Linked DNA regions of Mus musculus: region 1 is linked to region 2. Evidence: chromatin contacts called from public Hi-C data. All regions are on one chromosome and are shown on one strand. The core of a region is the stretch at or near the end of the contact, and the rest is flanking DNA. Distances in the headings are between cores, read along the strand shown.

Region 1 (5,857 bases), core at 1,820-4,319, 410 kb before region 2:
TTTGGAAGTTTTATATATAGGCACGGATGGCTGGTCCTGTGTCCTGTGTTTCTTCCATATGTGTCTGACTCTGTCCACGTGGTAGTTGCTTTTCTACTAAAAGGTCTCAAAGGCCATTAATTAAGCCAAAGCTATCTACCTAATCTGGAGCATACTTCAGTAATGAAATGTGAGTGTTTGCTCCAAGGCCAGGGTCTAGTACACTTGGTGAGGAATGTGAACTAAATGGACTGTGCCTTGTGACTTCACTGTGTTGATTTTTGTTCCCATTTTCTATTTCAGTCAGAATGTGGTCTTTTTCATTCCTTCTGTCAAGTATTTTTGACATGGCTTATTTATACAATAGCTGGAAAAAAAAGCCTTGTCATTTAGAGAATGCTCATCTTTAAAAGCATGTTCCCTGTTATCGTCATCTACTGAGCCAGGTCGGCAAGGCCTGCTCTGTTCTTTTGCACATCTTTTGCTATTACTACTCAAGGCGGAATTTTTCCTTGAAATCCTGGTGAGAATTGAGTCCCCCTTAGTCTCCTAGACAAAATTCCCAAGGGGTAAGACGGATACTTTGCTGAGCAGTAACTGGAGAAGTTACCACACTAGTAAAAAGATTATTGATCTAAGAAAGAATCAGGATTTTATGAAGAGGTGTTTTTAAGACATACATATGCCCCTTCTCTATGGCAGTCTTTGTGACTTTGACCATTTTGACTTGACTCTGAAGCAAAAAAAAAAAGTATATATTCTGCAGATAATATCTACTTCAAGAATAAATTGAGTGTATCAGCAGCAACTCAAGGTTTCCATTCCTTGACCTTTCTCTGGTGATTTGCATGGATTATCTCTTGGATCAACCTCTTGTTATAGTTGCTATGATATTAAAATGATAGAACAGAATACAAGACACTACCCTCTTCAGTTATCTGGTTTAGTTTGGGAACTAAGACAGAAGAGAGGAAGGAAGGTGGAGAAGAGGATGGAGAAAGCAGTGAGATGAGTGAGAAAAGGAAGACGGAGAGAGGGGGAGGAGAGAGAATTCTTAGAGAAGAGATATATAATTCCAAGAAAACCTGGGAAATTTTGGTACGTTATTATAAACTTAGTATATTTCTACTAAAAATACAATTTTCAAGCAAGATAAATGAAAGAAAGGTCCCTAGTCATTTGTATTCTATTCTTTAGAGTGGAATCCTAGTGCCATGAGAAATGAATTAGACAAAAGGCAGAGACCCTGGATGTTACCTTCATTTGTGCACATTCACACGAGGGAGCTTGAGAGTCACTGGCAGGCTCTGGATGCAATGGATGATTCCAGATCCCGTGCCCCTTTCAACTTGCGAATGACTCAAAAGATGGTTGTGCCATCGCTCATACCACCTGGCTATATTGCCAAGCTAGGAGGAATGGGTTATATGTGTCTGTGTGTGTATATGAGAGAGAGAGAGAGAGAGAGAGAGAGAGAGAGAGAGAGAGAGAGAGAGAGAGAGAGAGAGAGAGAGATATGCTAGGGGTTAAGAACATGTATATATGCTCATACAGGCATACATATTTGTGTGCTCAGAACCACTAGCTTAGCCGCATCTAGCATTCTTCTTGCCTGTCTGCCAAGGTCTCCACAGCTGGGTTCTGGAAAGCAGGCTGGTAGCAAAGAGCCATTAAGATTAAGAAAGACAGACACAAGAAATTAATATAAAGATGGGATCATGTGTGCGCTCTGAGCCGCCCAGATACGCAGGGCACCTATTATATATTGTGGGAAGGAGAAAGTACATTACCTAATCTCAGTGTGTGGGGTCCTTGGTAGGGTAGCTGTCTGGTGGAACATGATTACACAGTTATTTGGAATGAGGAAGCTGTGCTTGATACTTTTTGCATGTATTGGTTTTAGCTAAAAGTCAACCATTCAATATCTGTTCCCTGACCAGGAAAAAGCCTTGCCATTGCCATGAATCTGGGGCACTGGTGTCTCTGAGATGGTCATGCTCATGTCAGCAATACACATTCCCTTAGGGATTTCATCCACTCTCCAAGCCTGGCTATAGGATTAAGTCTCAGCTGGGAGCCAGGAACCACACAGCAGTGTACTTCCATGGGACTCTTTAGTCCATCAGCTCTGCTCCCAGGTTTATATTTCTAAGTTCTACTGCATTTTGTCCTCTTATATCTCCATTATTCTAGATGAACCCTGTGTTTTCTCTGAGTTCAACCTTCAGTGCTTTGTAAGGAACTTCATGTAACTCATTCTCCAGATGTGCCAAATTTCTCCTATTGAGTACATATGATATTAGGCAACGGTTGGGTCACTCACATTGATACACTTAGTCATTACTATTGACCAAATCATAGATTAATGCAAAGTGACACATGTCTTCAACTCCCCCTGCCCCTGCCCAGATATGTGACATCTCACCACCTGGCACTATTCTTGTTATCTTATTCTCAACAGACTTCTTTACAAATGATTTTGTGTCCCTTGTAATAATGTCTGAGAGAGAACATTGCTTCAGTTCACTGGTGCTGTCTGAGCATAACATTCATTCACTCAGTGTTTTGAGACCCTGATGTATGCTCAGCCTTGGGACACAGCACTGAACAAAATGGATATGATCTCTGCCCCATGGACTTGTAGGGTTATAGACACATGATAAAAGATTCACAAGAGAACATGTAGAGCTAACGAGTCACCATGGTGTACTATGTGAGAGGGCCCTCTATAAAGCCTTCAAGCAGGCTTCTGTTGGAGGTGTCACTATTGTAAGATATGAGGGACAGCTTGGCCATAGCCAGGAATTGCATTGTGAGGGCTAGTTTCATGTAGTCATAGTAAGTCTATACTTACACCCTAAGATGCACCTTAGTTTCTTGCTTTCTCATCCTTTCTTCATCTCAGAAACCACTAGACTTGCAGACTTTGACCTTCTGAATATTTTCTAGATCAGTGTTGCAGGCCTGATGACTTTCCTGGACCACAAGTCTCTACCTTGACTTCCTACTTTGAGTTGGCCCTCTACATAGCCCTGTGTGATCAAAACAAAACCCAGGTGCCACCACAGCATGTCTCTACAAAGTGCCTGCTGAAGCCACAAGGTCAGGTTCAAGCTGCTGTGGGTTTTGTCTTGTCCACATCTCAAGAGCCATAACTTACACCACTTCCAGCCTCATATTTTGTTTTGCAGAAATATCGAGCTGCTCTAAATAGTGAACCTTATACATGGAGCTTGTCACCAGTCAATATCCTGTGTGTCTTAGCAGACACTCAGTTATCAGGGACTGAATTGAGGATGCAGGTGTGTCTTTAACTTTTGATGTGCAGTTTATGTTTTCATTACTGCACTTGTTTTCTGTCCTGTTTATCTTTTGCAAATATGGGTTCATAGACTCTAAAAAGATTCATGGCAGTGTACAATTTGGGCAGAAACATTGGTGGATCAACTCAGAATAAGTAAGGGAATTAATGTAAGCAGTGCAGCACTTAAGGAAAAATTCTAGAAAGCAGGGCACTATGTCAAGCTGGACTTAAACTGACAGAGAACATTGTCTAAAGTGAGCCCTCCTTGAGTCGGACAAAAACTCTTGGTAGTTTAATGTCTAGCATGAAAACTGCTAAGCAAGAGCTATTGTTCTCTTTAAGGGCATTTCTATAAAATGTTCAGTAACATGTCCTAAGTTAACTGAAGCATTTTTCACAAAAGCAAGGCCAAATGATGTTCTCATATTTGTATGATGAAGAAATCGTATTGGCCTTCATTCAAGAGACTAAAGTGAGTCAGAATCCTTAGTATCTCTTCTGCTAAAACAAACAAACAAAGAGGTAGCACATTGCCACAAGGCGTCATCTTGTTTCTGGTCAGGCAAGGGACCAGGCTTACTCAAGTTTATTTCTCCCCAGCACGTAGTAGAGAGCACGGTTTCACATATTTCTGTTCAACTACCAATATAGTCTAATATTTCACACAATTGAACATAATAAGATATTTCAGTAGACTATAAAAAGAATTTCTTTCAAAGCCTGGTAAAATAATACACAAGGTTAGAGTGTTTGTTTCAGCCTTCCAAGTGGACACAGGTTTCTGGCTTTTCAGTGTTAGATGCCAGCCAGCTGGCTAGAACACTAAGAGTGGTCTTCAGTCACATCTTTCTGTGGTTCTTCTTTTATCTGCTTATATGAGTATCTGAAGTCACCTGGCTTGGGGGAGGGAAGGGGGAGAGGGGGGGGAAGGAGAGGAGGAAAATAGAATATGATTGTACACTCTGTCTGCTCTTATGATAAGGAAGCTGGCCCCACAGTAACAGTCATCTATGCACAGGGCTAAGTCCATATTATTCAGGAAAGCTCTTAAAGGTTCCATTTCTTTTTTTTTTAAGATTGATTGATTGATTGATTGATTGATTGATTTAATGTATATGAGTACACTGTAGCTGTCTTCAGACACACCAGAAGAAGGCATTGGATCCCATTACAGATGGTTGTGAGTCACCATGTGGTTGCTGGGAATTGAACTCAGGACCTCTGGAAGAGCAGTTAGTGCGTTCAACCTCTGAGCCACCTCTCCAGTGCCCTAAAGGTTCTGTTTCTTGATACCTTTACATTTGTGATTACGTTTCCATGATGAGCTTTGTTAAATGCATTTGAACTATAACACTCCCAGCTCTACACTGCCCAGAACATCAGCCTTGCAGCTTGAGGTAAAAGGAAGGATCCTGAGAAGATAGACCTTCGTCTAGTCTGTCTCTTATTAATGCCACTGTCCCTCCAGTTCCAAGGTACCATTAATTCTTAAAATGTGACAAGTCTGGATTAGCCAGATGGTTCCTGGTTGCCACCTACCTCCATGGCCAGATTATTGCTTGGCTCCTTGTGTCTATAAATAATGTGTTTCCAAGCTCCCATTTTGCTCTTCTTTTACATGTATTTAATTTTTGTGGGTTTCTTTGATAAATAGAGCTGAAGGCCTCCAGCCTTCCCCTTTGATAGGAAAACACCATTGCTTTACTTTCCCATTTTTATTTTGTCTTAGCAAGTAGTATCTTTTATGTTATCTTTTATGAATTTGAAATATGTCCTTTTCTTTATCATCTTTATCATCTATTTTTTCAAATACTTTGTAGATTTATATCTTTTTAGTTACTTCTTATATATAAATATATCTGGTATATATTAAATTACTGAGAATATTTTTTCAAGCAGTTTTACTTTTGTAGAAAAATTGGGGGATAGGTAAGAGAATTAATTCTCCTCTGCCTATCCTCCCTAAGGCATTCCCTTCACGTGGGCACACACAGCCTTCTCCCGTTGCATCCCCAAGCAAGGCAGAGTGCTTTAGTTACTGAGCTAGTCAGTGGCACATTTCATCAAGCTAACTCTAGTTTATACTAGTATACCGTATATTTGTGTTTGGCATTCTCGAGGGTTTGACTAATGTATGGTAATGTAAATAAATCATTATGAGAGCACCCAGCACAGCTTCGCTTTCCTAAAAGTCCTCGTCCCCTGAGGCTGCACCCAGAGGTGAGGAGCTGATAGCTGCTGGGGAAAGGACACTCAGTTTTCTTCAGGGCTATGGCTCCTGGCATACTCTTGAATGCAGCCATAAACACTAAGTAATTGTTTAAAAGGCAAGAGAAAAGGGATCTGGGACCCATGTTACCTCTTCCTTTTACTTTCTGACCATGAGCAGTTTTCCTATACGACACACCTCTGGCATTATAAGCTGCTTCCTTATAAGCCCCAAACAAGCAGACCAACTGATCTGGATTAAAACCTCTCAAACTGGAAGACAGCATGAATCTTTTCTTTTTATAAGTTGATTACCTCAGGTATTTTGTATAGTAATAGAAGCTGACACAGCACTGAGTAATAGTC
Region 2 (5,952 bases), core at 2,452-4,951:
TTTTGTCTTCCCATTGTGTCCTGGATTTCCTGGATATTTTGGGTTAGGAGCTTTTTCCTTTTTGCATTTCCTTTCACTGTTATGTCAATGTTTTCTATGGTATCTTCTGCACCTGAGATTCTCTCTTCTTTTTTCTTGTATTCTGTTGGTGATGCTTGCATCTATGACTCCTGATCTCTTTCCTAACTCCCGGGTTGTTTCCCTTTGTGATGTTTTTATTGTTTCTAGTTCCATTTTTAGATCTTGGATGGTTTTGCTCATTTCATTTGCCTGTTTGATTGTGATCCTGTAATTCTTTAAGGGACTTTTGTGTTTCCTCTTTAAGGGCTTCTAGCTGTTTACCTGTGTTCTATATTTCTTTAATGGAGTTATTTATGTCCTTCTTAAAGTCCTCTATCATCATCATGCAAAGTGATTTTAAATCTGAATCTTGGTTTTCCGGTGAGATGGTGTATCCAGGACTTGCTATGGCGGGAGAACTGGGTTCTGATGATGCCAAGTAACCTTTTCTCTTGATTTTATTGTTTGTTTGTTTGTTTTGTTTTTTGAGACAGGGTTTCTCTGAGTAGCCCTGGCTGTCCTGGAACTCACTTTGTAGACTGGACTGGCCTCGAACTCAGAAATCTACCTGCCTCTGCCTCCCGAGTGCTGGGATTAAAGATGTGCGCTACCACGCCCAGCTGTTTCTGTTTCTTATGTTCTTATGCTTGCCTCTGGCCATCTGATTATCTCTAGTGCTACCTGCCCTGGCTATATCTAACTGGTACCTGTCCTTCCTGAGATCCTGGGCGTGGCTGAGCTCTTAGGAGTCAAGCTGCCTCTAGGATTTGCCTCTAGGTGTGGCCAAGCTCCTGGGATCCTGAGATCCTTGATGCTGGGCATCTTAGAGTGCTTGGGAGTGGAGCTTCCTCTGGGTGTTGTGGGACTGACTGGCTGTGGAGTTTGCGCCCAAGGTCTGCTCAGGGAACCGGCCCAGACAGAAGGGAAGGAACTTGTGCTACTGGTCTGACGGATTTCCTGCATGCCTGGGCCCCACTGGTCCCAGCTACTCCTGGTGTTGGGACAGATGTTGTGTCCTCAATTATCCTATTCAAATGGTTCTTTTTTTCTTTAAAAAAAAGATTTATTTATTTATTTATTTATTATACGTAAGTACACTGTAGCTGTCTTCAGACACCTGAGAAGAGGGCATCAGGTCTCATTACAGATGGTTGTGAGCCATCATGTGGTTGCTGGGATTTGACTCAGGACCTTTGGAAGAGCAGTCAGTGCTCTTAACCGCTGAGCCATCTCTCCAGCCCCCCCCCCCCCCCCCCGCAATGGTTCTTAATAGCAGTCCCAAGTATGCTCATAAAAACATCCTTGGGGGAGGGGCAAATTCAACCTACCCATTCTTCTGGGCTCTCTAAATGTTACATTTTCCATAACTTCAAAACCAGAAGACATCACACTTAGACTCAGGTCACTAAGCCTTCATATTCTTCAGCCCTTTGTCTTTTGTTTTTATGATACATATAAATGCTAAAACAATTTTTCTAGAGCCAATTAAATTTATTTACAACCAAAACATCACCGCCTTGGTATAAAGACTGACTCACAGAACAAGGAAATAGAAGAACAAGCCTAGTATTTAAACCAAACATTTTTTTTGAACAAATATACCAAGAAAATACATTGGGATGAGCATAGTCTTTACATTTGGGACATTTAGATTATCTACATGCAAACCCAGAAAGAAAATCCCTATCTCTCATCATTTAGAAGCAATCAACTCTAAACTGGTTAACAATTTAAATGAAAACTTGAAACTATGGATAGGGCTAGAAGAAAACACAGGAACACAAGGAGATGTTTCAGGGATAGAATGGGCATGGATATTTTGGTAACAAAATCTAAATACAGAAAAGACAAATTATATAAAATTAAACATTGTATGCATTGGAGAAAACAAGTAGACATCATAAAAAAATTGGAAAAAATGTGTCATAGCGACGCATCTGAGGACAGTAGGATTTAAAATTTTGGAGCACCAAAAGGTAAGGGGGGATGTGGACACCTAAACATACAGTTAAGAACAATTCCAATGATTAATGTGTATACGAAAAACTTCAACATTGCTAAGTACTAGGGAAGTACAAATAAAACTACAGTGAGGTCTTACCTCACTCCATTAAAAATCTGTATTATTAAAAAGACAAGAGACAAGTGCTGGTGAGGATGTGGACAAAGCGAATCTGCACACTATGAAATTGGAACCTTAGTGGTATGGACTACAGATGTATAATTAGTGTCTTCTAGTGCTACAGTGCTATAGTTGCTGCTATTTATCTCACTTCGGCATGTATCGGATTCATAGGGAAAAGGATGAGGGAGGGAAATGATTTAAAGCGCAAATGCCTTGGGACCCTCTCCAGGCTACAGATTCAGATGTGATAGGGGGAGGTCCAGACTTCCTTCCTTCCGACATGCTTCCAGTCACACCTCTGGAATCCAAATGTGTGAGCTACCAAGCTAGGAGCTCTGTATCTCTTTTTCCTTTTTATTCTCAAGACAATTTGCAAATTGTACAGCTGAGTGATCTTGTGGAAATCGTGTCCTTTTGACTGCAAAGTTATAGCATTGTATTATACACATTTGGATGTTAACAATTCATATACACATGTGAGTTCTGAGAGTTCTTCTTTCCCGCTCCCCATCAGAAACATTCCTGGTTCTATTTTGGCTCTGGTAGCACTTCTTTCCAAAGATGACATGCTTTCTGACACATGACTTTCTGACATCCTCACTAAGTCACCCCCTGTACTACAATGGAAGAAGGAAGTATTATTGGTTTTTGTTTGTTTGTTTGGTTTGGTTTTTCGAGACAGGGTTTCTCTGTGTAGCCCTGGATGTCCTAGAACTCACTCTGTAGACCAGGCTGGCCTTGAACTCAGAAATCCACCTGCCTCTGCCTCCCAAGTGCTAGTATTAAAGGTGTTTGTTTATTTTATGCATATGAATACACTAGCTATCTTCGGACACACCAGAAGGGGGCATCAGATCCCATTAGAGATGATTGTGAGCCACCATGTGGTTGCTGGGAATTGAACTCAGGACTTCTGGAAGAGCATTGCTCTTAACCCGTGAGCCATCTCTCCAGCCCCCGAAAGTATTATTCTATTCAACCATTAGAAGCAAGGGCTCAGATTCCAGGCAGCTGAATATTTATTAAGCATCTTTAATGTTCAAGACACTGTTAACTGTCACCTCATCAGAACAGGTAATAGCTGGGAAAATGCCTCTCTGAGTATGCACAGTGTACTGTTTTCCCTTGGGTTACAAATTCTTGTTTGTTCAGAGTGAAACAGTGTGGACAGTTTAATTATTTTAATTGATTATTGTAAGTAGCTGTGAACAGTTCTGAATAAGAGCTTCTTTCCATATTATTTTTCTCATTTTCATTTCACATGTGAACACTAATGAAAGCCTCTCAAACTTGGGACTATAAAGTACTATAAAGTGCTACAGGCACCGCAGAAGGCAAAGGACGTCTTCTTCCTATGCCCTCCTCTAGCTGAAATTATAAGAAAGAAATATATATTTAAGTCTTTTGTGAAAGCCCTCGTGAGACTCAACTGTTGGCTGTGGTTAGCATACATTCAGCAGTATAATCAGATTGCATCACCACCGTCACCTGCTCAAAGGCCAGTGGAAGAAACAAGTGCTCATGGGTCTGAAGCTGGTGTATTGTACTGCATCCTCATGTGGGCTTGCCAGAGATTAGTCACCAGTTTGCAGCTGGTTCTCAATTCAGTTGCTGTGTTACAAGTGCAGATGCAATGGTTTATCCTAATTATATTGCTCCAGTTTAATCTTTCCTTTGCAGCACTAGATCAAATTCAAGACTCACAACTCTATCTTTTGTATCTTCCAAATCTACTCAAAATGTGTTTTTAACCACAATTTCACTAAATCATGTCAACTAACAGAAAGGCAGGAAAAAATATTCTTAATTTTTAATAGATGAGAAGTTATGCCATCCACAGAAACACTAGTTTTGTATTTGAAAGTTTTCCATTTTTCTGTCTGCTAGGAATTATATATACTAGCAAATCTAGAAAATTAATTCTAACTGGTGGTTAGAATTAAAGTTAGGTGGTTCCTACCTTTACTGCTGATCAAAATTATCTGTGAAGCTTTAAACTTTCCTCTCTCTCCTCTCTCTCTCTCTCTCTCTCTCTCTCTCTCTCTCTCTCTCTCTCTCTCTCTCTCTCTCTCCTCCCCCCTTCCCCCCCCAGAAGTACAAGAAGATGAGTCTAGCATAGACTGTTACTGTATCACGAGTCAACAAGAAAGGATAGGCAGATGTTTCTACCACTATTACCATCTTTATTTAATGAGAGTTCTGTATACAGAGTGATACCAACACAAAGAGATGGAACAATAAAAATTAAAAAACAAACAAACAAAGCCAACAACAACAAAAACAAAAAGCCCTTTAAAACCAAAGAAACAGAACCCTGAGGCAATTTTAAATAAGAATAATAACAAAGCATATAACTATTACATGTAAAGCCATCTTAATTTTATATATCTTTAAATTTATTAAATGTAATTAGTGTTTTTCCTTCAAACTTATTTAAAACTGTGATTTTAAAGGTATACACCTTTATATTCTGACTTTGCATTTCTACTCTCGTGCTTTTCAGTAATTCACTTATTGCAGGTAAAGATGGAGAGTAGCAGCAGACACGGCATCCGTAATAAAGACAGCGTCATGGAGGGTATCACAGAAACAAGATGATGTGTCCAAGGCACAGGAGACATGACTGGGAAACCCACTTCAGGTCTCTATTGCTTCTCCTTGTCAAATGAGCAGTGCCAGTCTTCCTTGTAATCTCTACTATGTACAGTATTATTTCACTTCATTATCTGATTTAATTCTGTTTATCATATGAAAATATGAAGCCAATGGATGTATATGAAAAGTTATTTAATCATACCACTACAATGTCAGCATATTGGTTATAAAAACAAAATTCCTTTAATAAGTACACAACATGGCAAGCAGAATCTATGGTATTTTTCACTCTTCTTTGAAAGAGCAAAGTTGAAAATAACTATTTAAAAATAATTAAACACCCAAGTTTACTGACAGGTGAGCACACTTAGCATACTTTCACATGACAGAATATACTAACTGGACATTATTTGTGGGCAGGGAAAGATTCAGCATATACAGCAGTAGTTAAGTTGTAATGAAAATCTTGAGGCCAGTAATTCATGCTTGCCCGGACACAGTTATTAAACTCACTGATTGCATACTACCTTCTTGGTTACTTAAGTTATAGGACATTTAAAAAAACAGGTCGTTTTATAAGCACAGCACAGTGTTGATGAGCATTAGTGAAAATGGATGCATTAAGAGGAGGCTCTCTTACTGGGATTAGAACCTTCCTTCGTTTAGGAAATTTCAATTAATTCTTTTAATTAAAAACATAGATACCTTCAACATTTTATTTTAATTCAAATCAAATAAATTGTTTTCACTTGGTGAAATGAATAATTTAATAAATTACAACAAAGGTAGATTCAACCTAAAACTATGGCTTTTAGGTAGTTGCTTTCATTTTTTTTAATGGCAACTAATGGCTCTTTCTTCTTTAAGTAGCAGTTGCCACTGATAAAATTGCAACTTAATTGCACAAAAATAGATCTTGTTTGTATTTTACATTACTGAATACTCAACACCCATACTGCATCTAGCATGGGGAAACTATTCAGTCTTTGAATGCCTTAATGCTACATAATTTCATGGAAGCTATAATTATTGATCCAAGAGTCACTAAAGTAGAAGAGAAACTCAACATTTTATATATACATACGCAACATTCTTAATTTTTTTTTGAGAATTTCTTATATGAGAACTGTAATTACATAATACCATCGTACCCTTTCCCCTTCCAATTTGTT

The links. Hi-C and Micro-C count contacts between places; a contact is called where the count stands out from the background.
Region 1: a contact with region 2 is called in a Hi-C map of regulatory T cells, with 2.0 times the contacts expected there. The contact joins two enhancer-like sites. A contact is called at or near these places in 3 of 484 Hi-C or Micro-C datasets (bone marrow-derived macrophages, embryonic stem cells and regulatory T cells).

The regions. Positions count from the first base shown.
Region 1 is chr6:8,709,338-8,715,194 of GRCm38.p6, reverse strand. The region is part of intron 6 of Ica1 (islet cell autoantigen 1); the gene reads left to right. Among named protein-coding and RNA genes, the nearest start is that of Ica1, 66 kb to the left of the region's middle. Within about 2 kb of position 3,069, at least 7 of the 459 cell types and tissues checked have an H3K27ac peak or open chromatin away from gene starts, as enhancers often do. A contact at or near this core is called in regulatory T cells, where this site is marked.
Region 2 is chr6:8,297,015-8,302,966 of GRCm38.p6, reverse strand. The region is part of intron 2 of Umad1 (UMAP1-MVP12 associated (UMA) domain containing 1); the gene reads right to left. Among named protein-coding and RNA genes, the nearest start is that of Umad1, 41 kb to the right of the region's middle. Within about 2 kb of position 3,701, at least 49 of the 459 cell types and tissues checked have an H3K27ac peak or open chromatin away from gene starts, as enhancers often do. A contact at or near this core is called in regulatory T cells, where this site is marked.